Regions from separate parts of the Zea mays genome. Here region 1 is linked to region 2. The links are chromatin contacts, called in public Hi-C maps. All regions are on one chromosome and are shown on one strand. The core of a region is the stretch at or near the end of the contact, and the rest is flanking DNA. Distances in the headings are between cores, read along the strand shown. Region 1 holds the start of LOC111591134 (AT-hook motif nuclear-localized protein 17). Region 2 holds the start of LOC100282180.

Region 1 (5,155 bases), core at 592-3,091, 140 kb before region 2:
CCGTGCGGCCCACTGTCTCCTGCTGGTCAAGCTTCCCAGTTGTGGCCTTCGTCGTTAACAAGCTCTACGGCAAGGCACTGTTGCCGTGTAGGCCACGCTGCTGGTTAGGCTTATCAGCTACATAGAAATTCACATTTCAGATGAGCCAAGCCGGAGGAATCTGAATGGTTGGGTTGAGCCGAGACGAAAAGGTGGTTGTGGACTCTGACTCTGTTTCTTTGAGATTGGTGCACGGACACATGTCGACAATCTAAAGCAAGCTGTAGAGTTGTTTGCGTGCAGCCAGCGGCAGTGATTTTTCTTCCTTATGGGTCCATTGCACCTTTCATTCCTTGCTGGTTAGCCCAAAATATGAATATAACCTAGCTACATTCAGATAGACCAAAATAAAGGCCAATAGATTAGGTAGACAAAGAACAAAATGTTCGTTGACAATAGGATAAAATCTAGATATATGACCTTTATATAGGAAAAAAATAGGTTACAGTATGATGGTGGCAATGGATTTGTGTGAGAGTGGAGAGAGTTGGAGATACTAGGTAGATAAATTGGAGACATTAATATGTTCACTCAACGTGCATGGATTCACAACATGTGTCCACATACACATGCATCCAACGCATAAAAGTAATGTGGTTTTATTGGTGACCATTTCTTCGAAATGCAACAACATAACAATTATGTGTTAGATGCATGCGCATGGACATTCCTTAGATAGAAGGTGGTTGACCAGGTGAAACTAACTTTTTTTAGTTTGTAGCATTTTGTAGTTCATTTTTGCAGAGAATTACTTTAGGAAATCAGCACATAACTATCTCTCTATATATAGGGTGCAGATACACACCTGCTGCTAGATGAAAGCTGCTCTCCCTTTTGAGTGGTCGTGGTCGAGTTCCTTTTTTTTTTTGAAATGGAAACGCATTCCATAGCTATTAAGCAGCTCCAGGCACATCGCCGGAGACAAGATTACAAATGAAGTCCGGTGCATGATCTAGCCATAAACTAGAGTCAACGTCACCTGAATTTGCTCCATGAGCAGCTAAACAGTCAGCAACTAAATTACAGGTTCTTTGACATTTAGATACAATACAGCAAGCAAACTCAGAAATCATTCTACTCCTTATTTCCTTGAATACTACGCCCAAAGCAGAGAGGTCATATTCTTGTGAGGTCAACGCCGTCTTCAGGATCGCAGCATCGGTTTCAATCATCACATTTTGCATTCCAAGGAAAGCAGCCAGCTCCAAACCTTTCATACAGGCGACGCTCTCAGCATGAAGGGCAGTCGAGTTCTGATCAGATAGATAGATAGATACTCTGGTGTGGAGTGGTCGTACACTGTACAGGCTTGGCTGCTTCAGTGCGCCTGCGGCCACGGAGCACGCGCGACACTAGCCTACCTAGAGAAGCAGCAGGGACGGAGAAAACTGCAGCTGCAGCAGGCCACGAGGAGCACTACGGCCTCAACGTTTCCAGCCTTTTGACCCTTGCGAGAGAGGCGGCTGCGCGTCGAGGCGAAGTGGACTGCGCGCGGCCTGCAGCCATCAGGACCAGGAGCACGCACAGAGAGAGAGAGAGTGACAGCATACAGCGGGCCGCAGAAACATGCCATGCCGCGACCGCGACGGCAGCCAGGTAGAAGATGCCAATCTTGAGGCTTCTGCTTTCCCATCATGCATCATCGATTTCAATCCCTGCTTCCCGTCATGCATCATCGACTCAATCCGAATTCCAGGGGATCCATTTTGAATAGTAAGGAGGGGATGCGTGGTCAAAATCTTCGTGAACGCTAAATCTTGAAGATCATCTGTTCCAAGTTCGGAGAAGCGACCCATTTCGGCGACGCCATGGACGGGGATGATTGTCGCAGGCAGGCTGTTGCCGCGGTCAGCCGTCCCCGACGCTGCCTTTGACTACACCGTTGCTTGCTCCAGGCTGCATGCCGACGCCTCCCCTCTCAGATTTTGATTCGACGGAACGAGACACATGGCGAAAAGCGGCAGAGCAGCCACGGGATTGGACGTCGTCCCAGCAGGCTTCGAGAGCCGTGAGCACGGGCAAACCAACGGTGGAGATCATTCTCTCACTGCGACTGCGAGTCCTCTGCTCTCTCTCTCTCTCTCCCTCCCTTGGATCTCTCTACAAATACCACTCCACCTCGCTTTCGCAATACACAAACACAACACAAGTGTGTTTCGTTTCCGTCCAGCAGGAAGCTAGCCTCGGCGTCCGACATGGCCGGCGAGAAGACGGCGTCGTCCGGCGCCACCGATCTGGTGGATCCCGCGACGGCGACGGCTACGGCGCAGAAGAAGCCGCGGGGGCGGCCGCTGGGGTCCAAGAACAAGCCGAAGCCGCCGGTGGTGGTGACGCGGGAGAGCGAGGCGGCGATGCGGCCCGTGGTGCTGGAGCTGGCGGCGGGGTGCGACGTGGTGGGCGCGGTGGCGGCGTTCGCGCGCCGCCGCCGCGTGGGCGTGTCCGTGCTCTGCGGGCGCGGCGCCGTCGCCGCCGTCACGCTGCGCCTGGCCGCGTCCTCCGCCGCGGTCACGCTGCACGGGCGGTTCGAGGTGCTGGCGCTGTCCGGGACCGTGGTGCCGTCGTCGTCGTCGGCGTCGGCGTCCGCGCCGGCGTTCTCGGTGTCGCTGGCCGGGGAGGGCGGGCAGGTGATCGGCGGGACCCTGGCGGGGGAGATGACTGCCGCGGATGGGGTGGTCGTGGTGGCCGCCGTGTTCGGGAGCGCCCAGGTGCACCGGCTGCCCGCCGCTGGCGCGGAGGACGAGGACAGCGGCGGTGGAAGGGAGGAGGGAATGCGCGCGCAGGTGGCCGTGGGACTGGGTGGCACTGGCACCGGCGGCGGCCTCGTGGTCGTGGGGCGGCAGCACGCGCAGCAGCTGCCAGAGGTGGGTCTGTGGGGCCAGCAGCCGACGCCCGCTCACGTTCGCGGACCGGTCCACGCTCTGCCCCGTTTCTAGAGGCAGTTGGCAGCTGCATGGCGTCCTTGTGCTTGGCGCGTGACGCTCTTTTGCCCGGACACGGAGACGGCTCCCTCCGTTTTTGGTGGCGGTGCCTTCAGACTGTCTTCAGCGGTTCCCCCTAAATTTGTCCCCCTATTTCCCACTCACGTGCCACGTCAGCAATCTCTCTCCCCCTATATCTCCACGCTCTACAGCGGTTCCCCCTATAACAATCCTCTATACCCCACCACACCAATATTATATACTTTCCTCATCAACTAACTCAACTACCATGAAATCTTAAAATTATTTTTATTAATTATTTGCATAGTACACGGGGCATTTTCGGTCTACATGTAATTAGCGAACTTAATAATTGCTATTAATACGTTAGTTTTAATACGTTACGATTTTATGGTTTTTAGAAATACAAATTCTCATTCTTCCAGTACACGACACCAGTGGCTTCCACGACACGACTGGCTTATACCGGAAGCCACGACCGTCTGGCTTCCTTCACACACCTAGGGCACCTATAAATAAGGTACCCTGGGGTTTAGCTCCACTCATCTACACACTCACCTCTTCTATATCATCCGCCATTCCATAAGAAGTCCGTAGTTCGTACTCGTAGTTGAGGTCGTCATGGAGTCATTGAAAAGCCTTGTGTTCTCCTCGTCATCCGACGATTCCGACGATGAGATTGAAACCTTGTTGCTTGCCCAACATGTTGAGCACCTTGTACAAGGAGACACGAGCACGCGCCGTAGGCGCTCCGCATTTCCTCGCCGAGTCATCCATAGGGACCACGGTGCTGGAGAAAATCTCATCAAACATCACTACTTCGGACCAAATCCTGTGTATCCAGCACATGTTTTTCGTCGAAGGTACATTTCCTAAGTTATGATTTTACTTTCATTTGTAGGTTTGTTTTTTCATTTTTTGGTTTATTTTCGTTTATAGGTTTCGGATGCATCGTCCGTTGTTCCTACGTATCCTTCGTGCCGTTCAGCGAGAAGACGAATACTTCACTATTCGTTGTGATGCAACAGGTTTAGCAGGGCTTGGTCCATTGCAAAAAGTTTGTGCAGCATTGTGTATTCTTGCGTACGGGTTACCCACCGATGCGGTAGATGAGTACATACAGATTGGACAAACTACCGCTAGGGACTGCCTTATCCGTTTTTGTCGCGCAATCATATCTTCGTTTAGCGAACGATACCTTCGTATCCCTAACCACGACGACATTGCTCGCATACTACGTGTAAACGCAGAGAGGGGGTTTCCTGGTATGCTAGGCTCTATCGATTGTATGCATTGGGAATGGCGCAACTGTCCTACTGCATGGCGCGGACAATTTTGTGGGCGCAATTCTAGGCCAACAATGATACTAGAGGCAGTCGCTGGGTACGATTTGTGGATTTGGCATGCCTTCTTCGGAATGCCTGGTACCAACAATGATCTAAACGTGCTTCATCGGTCACCTGTGTTTGATCCGTTACGTAATGGGACGATGCCACCAGTGAACTTCACTATTAATGGGACTACTTACAATTTCGGATACTACTTAGCAGATGGAATATATCCAAATTGGCCTACATTTGCAAAAGCTATTCGCCACGCATTTGAGGAGAAAAAGGTTCACTTTACAACCAAGCAAGAGAGTTGTCGCAAAGACATTGAGCGAGCTTTTGGAGTTTTGCAGGCAAGGTGGGCTGTTCTACGTGGACCTGCTTACGGTTGGGATCGTAATCACCTCGCAGAGATGATGACTGCTTGCATTATTATGCACAACATGATTGTCGAGGACGAAGGAGATGGTGCAGCTAATGTCGACTTCATTGGGCCTACAGGGCCTCCTGAACCGTGCAACAATACTGGTGAGGGCCGCAACGAATGGCTCAACAATCATATCCGCTCCGAGTTACCCAACGATCCGGAGCAGGACATCACTTGTCAGGCAACATACTTGTCTTTACAGCACAACCTCGTAGAACACCTCTGGGCTCGTCGAGGCGCCATGGGTTGATGCTTTGTTTCCGAATTAAGTGCTACACCAATGTTATGTTCTTTGAATTATGAACTACATGATGTGTACCAGGTTTAGTAGTCGTCTGTGGTTTGTATGTCCGTAGTTCATAAGTCATGGTTCCTTGTTAGTGTAATGGCTGTGGTACAAATAAGTTTCAATATGTTTCGTG
Region 2 (4,618 bases), core at 1,885-4,384:
TGTCCGAAGCTTTGTGGTCTCACAGAATATCTAAACACAGTGCTACTAAAGTATCATCTTTTGAGCTTGTCTATGGACAGGAATCAATGTTGCCTGTGGAAATAAGTTTAAATGCTGCCAGGTTCGCCAAGCAAAATGATCTAAGTGTCGGTGATTTTTATAATTCAATGATGAACAATATTGGTGAAGTAACCGACAAGAGAGTGACAGCCTTAGGAGAAATAGAAAAGGACAAGATCATGGTTGCCAAAGCTTACAACAAGAAAGTCAAGGCTAAATCGTTTCAAGTAGGGGACCTGGTATGGAAGACCTTCTTGCCTCTAAGGAGCAAAGACTAGAAGTTTGGGAAGTGGTCGCCAAGCTGGGAAGGCCCTTATAAGGTCATATAGGTGATGTCCGGTAACACCTACTTGTTGCAAACATTACAAGGCAAAGACTTGCCCAAGGCGTTAAACGGGCGTTTCCTCAAGCAGTATCATCCTAGTATGTGGCAAGATACCTAAGGAAACCGATGTGATCACATTGTGTTAGTTGTTTTTGGTTCGCTCAGCTCCGCCAAAAGGCAGGGGACATATGTTGGACACCAAAACAGTCGACCGGACGGTCCTCGCGCGCGCAGAGCTAGTTAGGGTTCTAAGTTTCTTGCTATGATTGTTAGCTAAATTCACAGAATTAGCCTGGGAGATTGGTTTGTAACGGGTCCTGCCCCCTCCTCTATAAACATCAACAATCGAATCAATAATCAGTTTATCTCTCGTTTTTACCTTATGCATTAGGAGTAGTTCTAGTTTAGCCTCTCAATCCCCAAATTCTTCGCTTCTCTTTGACTCTACGTCGATTAGAGGTGTCTAGGGTGGCCTGCCGACCCTAGACAACACCTAGAATCTCTCCTCCTCGATGGGGTCCCTCCCAGGAGCGAGATTCAGGCGCCATCGGCGAACTCCGCTGCCCCTGCGCACGTGCGGACTGTCCGGCCCGTCAGGCAGGGAACTCTAGCCCTGCTCCAGGTCGCGGACCGTCCGGTCACTGGCTGCGAACCGTCCGCGCCTGTGCAGAGAGCACCACCGCCGGTTCTCAACGCAGTGATTGGCGCCCGGATCAGCGCCAACAATACCACTCGAACACTCTTATCTTTTAATACTTCCGATTTCTTGAACGATTTAGAGAGGTAATCATCTAGGCCTGATGTTCTCCTGTTGGTGCTGGCCTGCTGGGTTGGCTAGAGCTAGTAGCTCGCGAGGGTGAGACTGACAACCTTAGGAAGTTGGGGGCATGAGCAACGGAGCAAGCTACAATCCACCCGAGGCTGAACAGTACCATGTAGATAAGGTCCGATGCATCAGACCAAGGCCACTGAAGCGGGCAGACGTCTCTAGTAAAGTGGTCTATTTTGCCACTAGATTGGGCCGGTGTGTCGGGCCATTAGAGCCCGCGTGAATAGCTCTCTGGTAAACCGGTCCAAGGCTCCACTAGACGAGTACGAGAGCTAAGGTGAAGTCTTTCTCAGCCAAAACTTCTCCAATTTGATTAGGATGGTCTTGGAAGCTTTAATATTACTTAGACAAACATATTTAGAGTATGTTCAACTTGTCTAAATCAAAGATTCATACCTTATCTCATCTTCAACTCAGACTCCCTTTTTCAACTCAAAACGGGCACCAAAAGCACTTTTGCAATATATGACATCTATAGCGTATCTAAAGTGCTTGGAAATGTTTCTAAAGGCAATTTGAACTTATTCAAACCTATGAACCGAACATAGCTCACCATTTCCAAGTTTTGCCCATTTTCTGGTCTTGTTTAAGTTGAGCATTGGATTTCAAATTGGAACACATGGAGTAGTTTAAAAAAACTATTCACAACCCTAACTCCATGATTTTCTGGAGCACCTAATGACCTGCTCCACGAACTCCACTAATTTTTTTGAGCTAGAGTTGTCCTAAACCGGGCCAAAATCTGGTCATTATAGTGATAACTATCATATAGCTCGTGCTAATGCTACGATCCCACGAAGGGAAGGGGTCGATGGCGGCGGCGGCACGAGTTAGGGGGAGGGGTAGGCTAGGGGCAGCGGGGTCGCAGGGGAGGGAAGGAATGAGAGATGATCAAAATAATATTGTCCATTAGATTTGAGTGAGTAAGGTAGAGATGGTTATTTAGCGATCTGGAGCGTTGGCTTTCATGTTGTGTTAAGACTAGGTGTAATTTGTTTGATAGATTTAGTATATATTATAGGCATGTGAGTGATTTGGTTGGATGAACTTTATAAAGTTTAAAGCAATGGATTACTTAGATAGAGACAGGGATACGTGATTGTTCGGTAGAGGTTCACTCATCAATTTTCCAATGAAATATTTCTTGTGGGCTAGGACATCTAAGGGCTAGTTTAGAAACTGTATTTTCCCAAGGTTTTTTATTTTTCTAAAAAAATTAGTTCATTTTTTCTTGGGAAATTAGAAATCCTATAGAAAAATAGGATTGCCAAACTAGCCCTACACTGCCTCTTTTTCCCGGTATAGCATGGACATGTACTTAAAGGCCTTGTTCGTTTACGTCGGATTACATCCAGAATCATTCCAGCTAATTAAAATTTATATAAATTAGAGAAGCAATCCGGCTAGGAATCGTTTCGACCCACCAATTCGGTACAAAATTCGGTACAAAGGAACAATGCGGAAGAGAAGTCAAAACTCGCGGCCACGCATCACCTGCTGGTACCAAGCTTGGGAGCCAAGTATACGGGTATACCACGCATCACATGCTCAGTCTTCGTCGTGAATGTCAGCGCGTACATCATCGCATCACACGGACACGACTGCTGCAACGCATAGTCCGTTGGGCCTGTGGCCTCGCCGCCCCGGCCCGAGTCATTTGGTACGCAACTGTACCTGTCTGTACGAGACACACAGACTGCTACATCGCTGCTGTTTGTTTGACCAGGTTACAAAGATTAAAACACGGTCGATCATGTTAGTTTTTTTATATAAAATTTACTCTTTTACTACTACTACTACTTTTAAAACAGTTTTTAACAAAACTTAAAAACTAAACAAAATCTCGGTGGGCGGCATCTCACGCGTGTCGGAGGGCGGAGCCGGAGCGAATAAACGGGCGGCATCTTACGTGAAGATCCGTCCGGTCGGCCTCTCTCTCTCACACACACACTTTTTTCTCCGGACGCGCTCGTTCGTTCGCGAAGGCGCCCCTTCCTGCCCTCACATCCGCTCCTCCCTCCCCGACACCGACCGACCCCTCGTCCGCTCGCCTCCCTCCCCGATCCCCACCGCCATGGCCGCCGCCGCCGCCGCCGCGTCCTCCTCTTCCTCCTCCGAGGTTCCGATCGCCGCCCGCACCTGCGTCTCCGTCGGCGAGGTGGGTGGCTCCTCCCCTGCCTGCCGGTCCTGGTTGGATCCGCCCGATCTGCTCGCGCGGTGCGGCGCTCGATCTCATATCGTCCGTTTTTCCTTTCCTCCTGTGCCAGGTGGCGGTGGGCGCGGTGGCTACAGGCAGCGGCGACCGGGTGGCGGCGGATTGCGGGGTGTGCGCCATCTGCCTCGACAGGATAGCGCTCCAGGAGACGGCCCTCGTCAAGGGTTGCGACCACGCCTACTGGTTCGCTGATATCCCTTACCCCTTTCTCCAGATGATTACAGCATAACGTACTTTGATGCGCGGTGGAATTACGATTCTTTGTCTAGGTTGTTTGTTATTCCCCACCTCTAATAGCAATCTAATCCCTAGATTTGGGAGACTACATGGCACCTTTCACCCCCCCCCCCCCCCCCCCCCCCCCCCCCCAAAAAAAAGTGCTTTGCTGTAGTCTTACACATCTAATTCTTAGAACATCCTGCACATGTGCTAGGATAGCCTGACGCCCTGACCTTATGATTCGCAGGCTGATTTTCTTTTGATTGCCTTTACACATGGAGTAGTTTGATTCAATCATTTTAGACCTAAGGAATAGAGGGCACCAGCATCAGCGAGCTTATTCTGGAGCACTCTCATGTGTTTTCCTTGTACTAGTAATTAATTCGAACTTATCCTTTCGCACAGTTGCCATGTGCATCTCGCCCTTTGCCCAACCAACCACATTGCACACCCAATGGTTGTTGACTTGTTACACCAACCCTTTTGGTTTTCAGCTCTAAATTGAATTATAGGGTTTGACTGTCGCATCCGTGTGAGGTAGCAAGCAGCATACACCTTGATGTATCCATGACAGCTGATGCTTTGTTTGCTGCAGCTTATACAGTATTTTGTCTCTATAAATTGCAGCTGCAGCAGTCCGAACAACTGCAGCAGTGTTTTTCTGTTTTTAGGTTTACCTCTTTTATATCTGGTAACGATTCTTTTACTAAAAGCTGGTGTTCACTATATTTGAAATCCATTTCTTGGATGCAGTGTGACCTGTATTTTGAGGTGGGCATCCTACAAGGAGAACCCTCTCTGCCCACAGTGCAAGCATCCATTCGAATTCCTCAGCGTGCACCGCTCTCTCGACGGCTGGTAACCCCTTGTTCATCTGAAATGGTGGGAGGGTGGCTGAAAATTTTCAGGTAGAATGTGAGCTTGATGCTTGTTTCTTTTCTTCAGCCTACATGACTACCTGTTTGAGGAG

Evidence for each region. Hi-C and Micro-C count contacts between places; a contact is called where the count stands out from the background.
Region 1: a contact with region 2 is called in a Hi-C map of ear, with 1.5 times the contacts expected there. The contact joins the promoter of LOC111591134 here to the promoter of LOC100282180 in region 2. A contact is called at or near these places in 3 of 25 Hi-C or Micro-C datasets (ear, endosperm and tassel).

What each region holds. Positions count from the first base shown.
Region 1 is chr3:150,025,444-150,030,598 of Zm-B73-REFERENCE-NAM-5.0, reverse strand. LOC111591134 (AT-hook motif nuclear-localized protein 17) reads left to right here and starts at 1,841. Exons shown (of 1, transcript XM_023301998.2): 1 at 1,841-3,366. The coding sequence starts at 2,235. The coding sequence ends at 2,972.
Region 2 is chr3:149,883,645-149,888,262 of Zm-B73-REFERENCE-NAM-5.0, reverse strand. LOC100282180 reads left to right here and starts at 3,134. Exons shown (of 4, transcript NM_001155092.2): 1 at 3,134-3,372; 2 at 3,482-3,612; 3 at 4,402-4,506; 4 at 4,594-4,618. The coding sequence starts at 3,289.